4 separate regions of the Mus musculus genome follow, and all the other regions are linked to region 1. A link is a contact called in public promoter capture Hi-C data. All regions are on one chromosome and are shown on one strand. Each heading gives the region's core, a stretch centred on a gene start, on an enhancer-like site or on the middle of the called end of the contact. The rest is flanking DNA. Distances are from core to core; before and after follow the strand shown. Region 1 holds the start of Cep126 (centrosomal protein 126). Region 2 holds the start of Trpc6 (transient receptor potential cation channel, subfamily C, member 6). Region 3 holds the start of AV064505 (expressed sequence AV064505). Region 4 has its middle 26 kb from the start of AV064505.

Region 1 (2,700 bases), core at 144-2,643:
TGAGTGATCTTTATTTGGTTTGTACATTCTGCTAGCAATTTGGAAATTTTTATACACAAAAATAAAATGTAAATCTAACATCCAGTCAAATTTTGTGATTTTACACTGGGCTCCAACAAAAAGGCCCAGTTTTGGTCCAGATTTTCATTTATATAGCCATTAACCTAGTGGCTCAAAACTGTTTAATTTTCTATACAGAAGCCATTTCAATACACAGATCTCTTTTGGCATACCTTCCCAGGAGATTATTAAGCTAAATCTGGACTTCTTTTCAGGCCATTTTTGCTGTGATGGTCCATTTGCAGATTCTGGCAGCCAATCAAGGACCATAACGATCTTTTGAAGTGGGACAGCAGAGAGAAAATGACCTAAGTATCAAGAAATGGATGAGAGCAAGTGAGGAAAGAAAATTTCCACTTTGCAAAGCTTTTTTATCTTTCTTTTTCTCCTCTTCTCCCTCCTCTTCCTCTTCCTCCTCCTCTTCCTTTCACCTCTACAAGGGAAAGTAGTTTTGAAAAGAGTGATAATGGGAAAGGTCTCACCATCTAAAAGTTCACCACAGGATTCCATACCTAACAAATTATGCCCCAAATAATCATTTCCAGGCTGTCTGTAATATTTGCCCGTATCTAGGAATTTTCCATTCACTGTCTTTCATCTGTTAATACTCTCAAGAAAACACTCAGAAAAGGGAAGAGCCGAATCAAGCTCTAAAGTACAGTTCAGCTATGCTCTCTCACAACTGCGAGTCATCTGCCCAACTCAACTTGCCCTAACTTGCCTCAGTTTACTTCATCTCAGTTTAACCTCAATTCACCTCAGTTTACTTTAGTTAAGTCAGTATAACTCAGCTTACCTCATTTTACCTTCGTAAATGGTAACTCGCTTTAACCTCAGCTTGCATCATCTTACCTCAGTGTACCTCCACTTGTGTCAATTTCTCTCTGCTTAATTAGGTGTAATCTCAGTTTGCTTAAGCTTGATTGAGTAATTCAGTTAAACCTCAGCTCACCTCAAGTTATCTCATCACACCGCGGTGTACCTCAGTTTACCTCAGCTTCCCTCTGCTTAATTAAGTTTAAGCGCAGCTTGCCTCAGTTTACCTCATCTCATCTCAGCATACCCGTTTAATTCCGCTTGCCTCCGTTTATTTCAACTTCTGTTTACCTCAGTTTACCTTGGCTTACTTTGTCTCACCTCGGTGTGCTTCAGTGTACTTAGCTTGCTTTCCTTAGCTTGCTTCCATTTAACTTGGTTTAACCTCGGCTCGCCGCAGTTTACCTCAGCTCGCCTCGGCCGCCCCTTTGAGCGAGCCGGCCCCTCATTGGCCGCTTCCCCCTCGCAGCCCCGCCCCGCGTTCCGCCTAGTTTCCGTCGCGAAGGACGCGGCGTCGGTTGGTTGTCAAGATGGCTGCGGCGGGGTCGCGGCCGCCACCTCCGCCGTCGCCCTGCGAGGTCGCCGCCCTCGCCGCTGCCGTCGCCACTGTCGCCGGGGCCGCTGCGAAGCCAGGATTGCCGCAGCCGAGCCTGCGACGCCCGTGACGCGAGACCTGGGAGACGCACTGCCCGGAGCGCCGAGGAGAGGACGAGGGAGGCCGAGCGGCCATGCGGACGGCGCTGAGGTGAAGGATGCTGGCGGGCAGGCCCGGAGCCCAGAGCGCAGGCGCAGGCGTGGGCGCCGGACCCCCAGACGCGCCGGGCGCCCGTGACGGCGGCGGTCGGCCGCGACCCGGCGCTTACCTGTATCCTTTCCACGCCCTCCCCCTGGAGCACGCAGGCAAGGGCATGGAAACTGGCAAGTCATTTTCAGTGCGGATATTTGCTTTAGCAGTTCTCACCCCACCCCACCCCACCCCACCCCGACCTGAAGTTACACTTTTGTCTCCTACTTTGTGACCTCTTCCCCCTCCTTCCCACCCCCGCACTTCGACTTGGCTGTCAGATTTTTGTGGATTTTTAAATGCATCGGTCCTGTATTGGACGGGCGAAGATTCGCCTTTTTGAATTACAGCGTTACACCCTTTACTTACAGAGACGTCTTAGTCCTGCTCCTTAGAAAGAGAAATTGCCCGAGGCTAAAATCGTGGGCTGTTCCGTTTTACTTGTTAGCCGCACACCCTTCCCAGAGCTGGAGAACCCTAGTTCGTTCTGATCATTTTGTATCCCATCTCTGTCCACTCTGTTGTCACACAGACGAAAGGAAAAGCAGGGGGCACGAATCTTGACAATCTGGATTATTTCTGATTTTCCATGAGAAATCGTTGAATTTCAATTTGATGTTACTATTGGTAACATAAACATTGTGGAAATGTCAATACGCTTTGTTTTTTAAGTACATAAAGCGGGTTTATTCTTCCAGAGAACATTATGATAATTAGAATTTACCCTTCATAGTCTCAGAAGACTGGCTGGTGGTGATGATGTTTGCTCATGTTTTTCTCAGGAAATGGAGTCCCTTCCACCACTACCAGCCTCCCTCCACTTCCTCAGCCCTAGGTCCCACCTTCTGCTAGGATATGCTCTTAACAGTTTTAACAGCAAATCATGAGTTTTCATCAAGGGTCTCCTCTTCGGCTGACCCTCCTCTGGGCTCTAAGAATGCAGGTACGTTAGGGCTCCGTTAATGCCCAAATACTCTCTCCTCAGGAACTTGTCTTCCATCCCTGGGTCATTCTGAGTTCTGAACAGTAGCCTAGGCAGT
Region 2 (2,700 bases), core at 12-2,511, 410 kb before region 1:
GTATTCGGTCAAGCAGAGATTAAGGGAAGGTGTAAAGAGCCAGAAATACTGTAGGTCTACTACACAAGTGCTCACAGCCTGCCAGGGGCAAAAGAGAAAGGAAGACTTTGTTTCTCCATTCTATTATCTGCTGTCTGTCCCTTCACAGCACCACTGTCACCAACCTCATGGGAGGGGAGTGGGGGTCAGTTGTTGTTGTTGCTGCTGGTGCTGTTGTTGTTAAAAAAGGCTCGTAGTTATTGAGATGCCACTAGTAAAGAGCTGGTCTCTGTTTTTCTATCCTATGGGTACAAAATCCTGAGGTCTATCTCCCCCGTTTAATCTCAGCTCCAGGGTGAGAAGGAGGTTGCCCATTCTCTCCCTAAGTAATCCGTGCTCAAGACCAGAGGACTTGGTAGAACTAGAGAGTGCACTATGGTGGGTTTCTTCAAAGACCCTTAGAGTTCTGATCACACAAAAGGTATCACTGGAGCAAAAACTGGAACCTGATCAGATCGTGCCTGTTGAGCAGAGTTCCTCAAGGTAGCAGGAGCTGTAGACATTGACCAAGCATAGCTCTCCTTCCCCCTGTGGTGACAAGCATTAGATCCCCTGTGGTGACCTGGTATCCCAACAGGAGTAGTGGGGAGGGAACCACATGGGCTCAATCTGAGGGTGAGCGCAGCCTTTGAGTGCTCACCAGCAGCCAGCCTCGTCCCATCTGCGCTAGCACCCCTCGCTTGTCTGGAAGTCTGGAGACACATGGCTGTTGAGGCGCGCACGGGACCCACTCCTGCAACCCGTGCTGCCCTCGCCCATACTTACAAGCTGGGGTAGTAGCCATACGGTGGCAGCGGGAGCTGCGGGTAGCCGTCGTCTCCCAGCTCGTCCATCAGCAAATAGTCCTGGCTCTCGTTGCGCCGGGTGCCGGCTCCAGGGGCAGCCTTTAGAGAGCCGCCCCTCCGGGTCACGAACCTCGGGCTCTGGCTCATGGCACAGTGCCTGGCCGGCCTGCACCCCTGCTTCCGTGGATGGGAACCTGGGGAGAAGGGGCCGCGTCACCAACTGAGCTGGACCCGAGCAAAGCAATGCCAGGGAGAGGATAATGAGGGAAGAGATGCAGATTCCTGACTGGCTAGGTTCTGCCAATGGCTTCCCTGCCCGCCACAGTGGAAGTCACTAGTTAGGGGCTTGGGAGACAGCCGCGAAAGGAACCTTGACCTGAGCGCATCCGGACCGCGCAGACAGGCGGCCCCAGGCTCCCAGGCAGAGGGCACAGGCGGGGCCTCAGTGGCAGCCGCTAGGGAGAGCCGCTGAAGAGTTACTATGTCAACCGTGACTCTCCAGCCCTCGCCTCCCGCCTTCTTCCCCCACGTCCTCCGTCACGATCCCCACCTTTAAAGGGATCGAAAGGACCGTCCAGAAATCCGCCGACCCCTGTCTGGAAGCCACAACTTACAGAGCTAGAATAAACTAAACTAGTGGGAGCCAGGCACATTCTTTATTTGGGCTTGGGAGGGTAAACTGCTCCCAAAGTAGGGTTCTTAAGTAACACCAAGGGAGGGCTTTCGAGGAAGTTTCTTTTAAGTAACACTCAGAAATCGAGATCTTCTCCTTCTTCCACGCTTCCTTCATTTTCTTGAGATGTTTCTCTCCCATTCCCAAGCTCCGACGTAATGGAAGAGCAGTCTGTGTTCTTACCGTGGAATGTTCCTGGTTCCTGAAAAAAAACCAACAGAAAAAGGGCATTTTCCGATGGTGTCTGCTTGCTTTAAGGAAAATCCTCCCTGATTCATTTGAATGCCATAAATCGTGTATTTTCTCCAATGTCCTAACTGCTTTGAAAACTTGTTTTAACAATCTGATCAATTGGCATACATCTGTCAAAATCAAAACCTTCTCAACAAGAACAAATGGGATTTCTCTCAGTGGTTAAAGTGCTTGGAGCAAAAGTATGGGGACATGCGTTGAGGTCTCCAGTATTTACATAACAGTCTTCCATGGTGAAGGACATCTCTAATTTGAAGCTGGCTGGCCAGCTAATCTAGCCAAAACAGCAAACTCCAGATTCAGTGAGCCCTGCTTGAAAAAGTCTGGTGGAGGGTTGACAGAGAAAGAAAACTTAAATTGATCCACATGGGCATTCAAATTCCCCACCCTATGCACACAGAGACAGACACACAGAAAGTCACACAGAGATAGACAGACAGACAGACAGACACACACACACACACACAATAAATGAGTATTTATAGTGGTTGAATTAAAAGAAAATTAAGAATCCATTCACTCACTATTCATCACTATTTAATGCATACCAACAACTATTTTAGGATTCAGGGACAATCAGTTGAAGGACTGTCTGTCCTAACAGTGCTCCCAGGAAAGAGAAATGTTGGTTAAATAATCAGAGCATATAACACTCACCTCTAAACCCTGCACTTGAAATCCTGAGGCAGAAGATTGGGGAGAGTTCAAGTCTAACCTTGACTATATATGAGTTCCAAGCAAGCCTGGCCTACAGAGTCACAATCTACCTCAAAAGAAAAGATGAAGAAAAAAAAACATATAAATTAAAAAGCACATACAATCTTCTATCCCAGGTCCCTCAGAGACCAGTCTGCACAGGAGAGCACTCGGGCTGCAGAAGCAACATACCTTCTGGGACAGGGCCCCTTTCAGGCCTTCATCTTCAGCCAGGAAGCACAGCTGAGCTCCAGA
Region 3 (2,998 bases), core at 264-2,763, 440 kb after region 1:
CCTGCCCTCCCCCAGCAAGATGTCACCTTCTAAAGGCTCCATAACCTTCCTAAACTGTGCCACCAACTGGGAACCAAGTGTGCAATTGCAGGCATTCATGGGGACATGTCACATTCAAATTAAAATAGAAATAAAAAGAACTTTGGTCCTTCAGTGAGTAACCTAAGGTTAAGAACATATACCCTAAACCAACCTCCCAGATAAGGAGCCAAAGGAGAACAGAAAAAGTGTCTACAGTAGTTCTTTATGAAACCAGAATTCAGGGAAAGAATTATATGCTTTTCTGGAAGGCGAAGTGGGGTGTTGAGGAGGTGGTGTTGGGGAGGGGTGGGGAGGGTGGGGGAGGGGACAGAATGCACTGGGGACTGACCCAGTTACTTCAAATCTCTGTGTTGAAGCTTCTGTGGAGAAGTTCTGACCAGAGCATTTTTGGGAGCCTTGGGTGTGAGAACTATGTCCATCTCCTTGGGTTACCAAGGAAGACATAATTAAATTCACTGCATATGGTTAGTGTTGGCTTTAATTTTGTAGTCAGTTAGAAGCTGTTCTTTGTGGCCTCAAGTTCTGAGATAGTTAATGAGTTTAACTTTGATCTTTATGTTAGCTTTGGGCTAGGTAGGGGCAGCTAACTGCTTTGACTGCTCTTCTGGTTCATATCCTATCTTATCTTATCTCATCCCATTCCATCTCTCACCCCATCTTATCTTATCTTATTTATTTATTTTTATTTAATCTGTGCCTATATGTATACTTGTGCCACAGTACAAATATGGAGGTCAGAGGACAACCTGTGACAGTCAGTTCTTTCCTATCAAGTAGGTCTCTACATATACCACACACAAATTAAAAAAAGAAAATATTAAATGAGATAAAACATTTAACACATCTAGTATATTACTTGACATTTAAGGGGCCTCTAATGATTATAATTAAAGCAATGATCATAGAAGAGACATAGGATACTGTACCTGCGTCCTCACCATCAGTCCAGTACTCATCCTTGTCAAAGTGAGCATCTCCGCCTAGGCCTGGCCCAGGTGCGAAGGCATGACCTAGAGTGTTCCCTGGCCCATCAAAGGGGAAGCTGTCTCCATGATCTGCAAAAGCACACAGTAATTACTATCAGTGTCTAGGTTTTTCTTGGCCTTCTACTCTCTCCATAATCATGTGATTATGAATATTGGAGAAAGAAGCCAGTTCAATTGGTTGACCCTCTTGGTACCAATAGTCAGTTTAACACAGAGAATGAGCTGGCTGTGGATCTGGTCCAGGCATCTGGCTTTTATTAGATCCTCTGATTATCATTGTCGACCATTGTATACTGAAGGATCTTAAAACCGTATGTGTGTGTGTGTGTGCGTGTGCATGTGTGTGATACTGAAAATAGAAATCAAACCCTCTCCCATAAGTTAAACATATGTTTCACCAATAAAAGCTGACTTGAGTGCTCATGAAAGGACTTAAATTTTGAAAGGAGAACACTAATATAAACAGCACACAGGATTAGCCTGAAGGAGCCATTCTTACCTCTCCTTGCGAAGCCAATTATGATATCCGCAGTCCCCCAACTAACCCTCTTGAAGTTCAGTGGGATCTGCATACTCCACATTCTGAGAGCTTTTTTCACGATTTGATCCACTACGATCCGAGGTAAGTCTGAAGTATAGGATACAATTCTGAAGGCACACAAGAATTCAGTGTTTGCGTTCTCAGGAAAAGGGTTTTGTTGCCTCCACCAGAATGAGCTAAAATGAGCCTCACCTGTAGGTGACAATTCTGGAATGCCATTTTGGACTGTTTGGCATTAGTGAGTATTCTGCAACATCTGGCACTCCACACCTAGGTTTCTGCATTATTTCCATGATGTAGGGGGAGAGTTTTCCAGTCATGGGCAGGCCAAAGAACTTCTGCATTTCCTTGAGGTTGTCCACTAGACTATTGACCTTCTTTGTTTTAGAGTCATGAGGGTAAAATTTTCTAAGATAATTCTGGTAGACAGAGAACAAAAAAATCTTTTATTTGAAAATCTGCATCCCTTATACATGACGTTGTTATGGATTTAGATAGTAATTTGAAGACAGAATTGTTATGCAATTATGGAATAAAGCAAGTATTACTGGTGAGGGGAGATGGAATATTATGCTATTGCATAAGACGGAGAGAAAAATGTCATAGCATACTGTATTCTCCGTGCATACCTGGAGGATAAACACACTACCCACTTTCTAAAGCTTGCTCTTATTTTTAGAGTAGTTAGAAGTGTCAGTGTGTCTTCAGCAAGCACAAGAAAGGTTGGGGAAATGTCTTAGTCAGAGAAGAGCTTACCTCAAAAATCTGAGTTTGATTCCCAGAACCTATGTTAAAAATTGGGTGCTTCTGTAACTCCAATGCCAGGGAGGGAGAGACAGGAGGATCAATAAAGATGCCCAGTATCAAACTATGGCCTACACACAGACACACACATACAAACACACACACACTCACACATACACACACATACATGCACAAGCATGGACATACTTACAATATACAATATATATATATATACACACACACATGCATACACTATACATACATGTACACACATACACATGCACATACTCATACATGAACACACTTGCATACTCACACATATATACACATACACACAAACACATTCATACACATACTCACACACAGACTCACATATACATACAAACATAAACACATGTACACATATAAACACACATACATACACATATACATACATATACACAAACATGCATACAGCCACATATACACAAAACCACACATACATACACACTTATACACACATACATACAGAGAGACAGACAGACACACACACACACACACACACACACACACATAGAGAGAGAGAGAGAGAGAGAGAGTTTGTTAGACATAGTTAGACCCTATGGGGCGATGTGAGGTTCACTAGCCATACGAGAGCTGCTGCCATCTGGTTATTATTAATTCCATATGGAGAAGAAGTCAGGTG
Region 4 (2,938 bases), core at 191-2,690, 410 kb after region 1:
TTTTGCAATGTAGTTTTATTGGAGGACATTTTTAAAATTTAATCGGAGACTTGAAGAGTTCACCGCTCCGATGCTCAGGGCCGCGGATCCTGCAGAGTCTCCCGCCTGCTCGCTTCGGTTCAGCCACATCCGAGGGGACTTACACTTTTATATCATAGTCCATCATGGAAGGAAGCCAGGGCATGAACTCAAACAGGGCTGCAACCCGGAGGCAGGTGCTGGTACAGATACCAACAGCCCAGGGATGGAACCAATCACAATATGCTAGGCCCTCCTTCTTCAGTTACTAGTTAAGAAAATGAATACCTTACAGGTGGATCTTATGGAGGCATTTTTCTCAGTTAAACTCCCCTCCTTTCAGGTAACTCTAATAGGTGTGTCAAGTTAACATAAGAATAGCCAGTACACCAACAGGTTCCCTCCCTCCCTCCCTCCCTCCCTCCTTCCCTCCCTCCCTCCCTTTCTCTCTCCCTCCCTCCCTCCCTCCCTTCCTTCCTTCCTTCCTTCCTTCCTTCCTTCCTTCCTTCCTTCCTTCCTTCCTTCCTTCCTTCCTTCCTTCCTTTGCTTTTAGGGTGTGTGTGTTAAGGATGTGTACACGTGTGTTCATACATATAGAGAAATCATGCAAGTTCCCAAGGAGCCACTCACCTTGTTGTGTTGAGTCATTGACTTTCAGCTCCCCCATTAGGCCAGGCTGACTGCTCAGGGAGCTCAGGAACCCATCTGTCTCTGGCTTCTCCATACTAGGCTTACAAGAATATGCCACTAGCTCTGCTGTTTTCCTTGGATCCTGAAGAACAAGCTCATGTCTTCATGATCCTTGTCAAGTTCTTTATTGGCTGAACCATTTTTATGGTTCCAAACTCAAGCCTGCCAGATCATCACCTTTCTTTTGACTCCCAGTTGCCAACCAACTGGGCTTGGTGACACATAGCTGTAAATGTTCTACCAGCTGTGAAACCTCTGTCAGAAGCTCTACCTGCACCAAGGTAGAACTCTTACCTCATTACCACTTCCTGATAGCTGATCTGTCCCCTGTCCTCATCTGCAGCATTCTGTCGTTGGGCAGCATCTAGCAATTTTCATGATACATTTAGTTTACCAAATACACTGAGTATTTTGGAAAGCTCTGAAACCCAGTGCCCAGTGCACTGTAGATTAGATGAGCCAAGTACTTGTGTCTGACGTCTTACTGATTTCCAGGTGACTATGAGGAGCAGTCTGGCATGTCCCCTTTCTAAACTCACAGAATTTGTCCCAAAGTGCCTTGAGTCTAGGTAAGCTTTCCTTCCTCTTGGTCTTTTACCTGTGATTTTCTTTTGTGGTACCTCAGATGCATAACCTGAAAAACAAGTTTCTCTTTGCTCCAGGGAAGGGAGGGCTTAGCTCTTCAAAAAGAAGGGAACACATTTGCATTTCACTTCCTAGCTCATCAAAGAAAGGAGGTGAAAGGAAAAGACTACCTACTGAAATGGGGTGTGTGTGTGTGTACCCTGCTACAGAGTGCTGGAGAGGAAAATTAGTCAAGAACATGGAAGGAAGAGGGACCAGTAGAGGGACAGGTTGGTGGGGAAGAGGAGTGGCTCAAGGCGTGGTCTTTGAACTTGAGCTTCCCTGATTTTCCATGTAGATCATGGAGTCCAGAGTATCTCCAGTTCCACTGCAGACAGAAGGGATTGGGGACCGGGGACTGGGCACTTGTGTTCTGGCCTCAGGTGTACTTTCTTACTTTCAGTTAGAATGGTTTTGTTATTCTGTTGGGGTTGAAACTGGGAGCCAAGATCTTTGTTCTCACTTGAGGTTTGCTGAGACTGGTTGTCAGTCTTTGTCTTTAATAGCTTTAAGTTAGTTATATTTCACTTGTTTTTTAAATGGAACAGAGAAGTAAATGCTAAGATTCTATTCTGTTCTTGGGGAACCTGAACCTAAGAAGTCACGTGACTTTTTAGACCAGGGGGAACGCCAGGGCCAAGAAGTGGGAATGGGTGGGTAGGGGAGTTGGGGGAGGGTATGGGGACTTTTGGGATAGCATTGGAAATGTAAATGAGGAAAATACCTAATAAAAAATTTAAAAAAAAAAAGAAAGATGTGGCTCAGTGGGTCAAAGTGCTTGATGGCCAGTGTACTTGTACATGCTGTGCCTACACATACTCCTCCCGACAATAAACAAAATTTAATAAAACCAGTTAAAAATAATGAAACCAAAGGGGATGCTATTAATAGTTGTGGATTCTACTATTATGTATAATCCATTGCTTTTCTAATTTCAATAAATTTTAAATTTTAATTAGGACTTTGGCTTATTGTTTTAATACTGTGGGTTAGGAAACTGTTGACTTCTATTTTATTTTATTTTTTTAGTGCTGGGGGTTGACCTTAAGACACTGTTTGTGCATGCTAAGCAGGTGTTTATTCTACCATTGAGTCATACACCAGTATTGTGGGAAATATTCAAAAATACAATTCACACTACACCAGCAAGGCACTGGCAGCATGGGCAGTCTGTCCTCATCTTGTGGAAACTGACTCAGAGCTCCAAAATCTCTCCATCCAGCTCTCTAAGTTCCCACTGGTGGCTTTTTGGGGTGCACTTCTGGCAAACCTATGCTTTGCTGCTGTACCTTTCTCTCTGGAACCCAGTTGAACCGCTGCACGAAGGAAAACACCACACACACTTAGTTCGGAATCAATGGTAACTCAATCGCTGGGCACAACAACTAGAATCCTAAATTTTGTAAGCCATATTAAATCTAAATCCTCCTGGAGAATTTGCAGTCTAACCCAAGGATCACTAGTAGCTACATAAAAGCCCATATCTCTCTTCTCTTCTCTTCCTCCCTCCACCGGGAAGTCCTGCCTACTCTCTCAATGATTGGGTTCTTTATTCATTAGAAGGGTCACGTGAAGTCCTGAGTATGTGATTCACTCCTCATCCCAG

Evidence for each region. Promoter capture Hi-C pulls out the DNA fragments that hold promoters and counts their contacts.
Region 2: a promoter capture Hi-C map of stem cell-derived epiblast-like cells shows a contact between it and region 1, with 4 times the contacts expected there. The contact joins the promoter of Trpc6 here to the promoter of Cep126 in region 1. A contact is called at or near these places in 3 of 39 promoter capture datasets (cranial neural crest, embryonic stem cells and stem cell-derived epiblast-like cells) and 1 of 9 other capture datasets (pancreatic islet).
Region 3: a promoter capture Hi-C map of liver shows a contact between it and region 1, with 3 times the contacts expected there. The contact joins the promoter of AV064505 here to the promoter of Cep126 in region 1. A contact is called at or near these places in 15 of 39 promoter capture datasets (the 3T3-L1 cell line, 3T3-L1-derived adipocytes, cranial neural crest and 9 more) and 1 of 9 other capture datasets (liver).
Region 4: a promoter capture Hi-C map of embryonic stem cells shows a contact between it and region 1. The contact joins the enhancer-like site here to the promoter of Cep126 in region 1. A contact is called at or near these places in 8 of 39 promoter capture datasets (the 3T3-L1 cell line, cranial neural crest, embryonic stem cells and 4 more) and 1 of 9 other capture datasets (embryonic stem cells).

Annotation. Positions count from the first base shown.
Region 1 is chr9:8,133,139-8,135,838 of GRCm38.p6, reverse strand. It overlaps Cep126 (centrosomal protein 126), which reads left to right and starts at 1,393. Exons shown (of 11, transcript NM_001045524.2): 1 at 1,393-1,741. The coding sequence starts at 1,629.
Region 2 is chr9:8,542,703-8,545,402 of GRCm38.p6, reverse strand. It overlaps Trpc6 (transient receptor potential cation channel, subfamily C, member 6), which reads right to left and starts at 1,261. Exons shown (of 13, transcript NM_013838.2): 1 at 805-1,261. The coding sequence starts at 971.
Region 3 is chr9:7,694,146-7,697,143 of GRCm38.p6, reverse strand. AV064505 (expressed sequence AV064505) reads left to right here and starts at 1,513. Exons shown (of 4, transcript NR_126562.1): 1 at 1,513-1,650. Mmp7 (matrix metallopeptidase 7) reads right to left here. Exons shown (of 6, transcript NM_010810.5): 2 at 1,762-1,988; 3 at 1,528-1,676; 4 at 969-1,097.
Region 4 is chr9:7,720,238-7,723,175 of GRCm38.p6, reverse strand. It overlaps the pseudogene Cbx3-ps8. Among named protein-coding and RNA genes, the nearest start is that of AV064505, 26 kb to the right of the region's middle. Within about 2 kb of position 1,440, at least 15 of the 459 cell types and tissues checked have an H3K27ac peak or open chromatin away from gene starts, as enhancers often do. A contact at or near this core is called in embryonic stem cells, where this site is marked.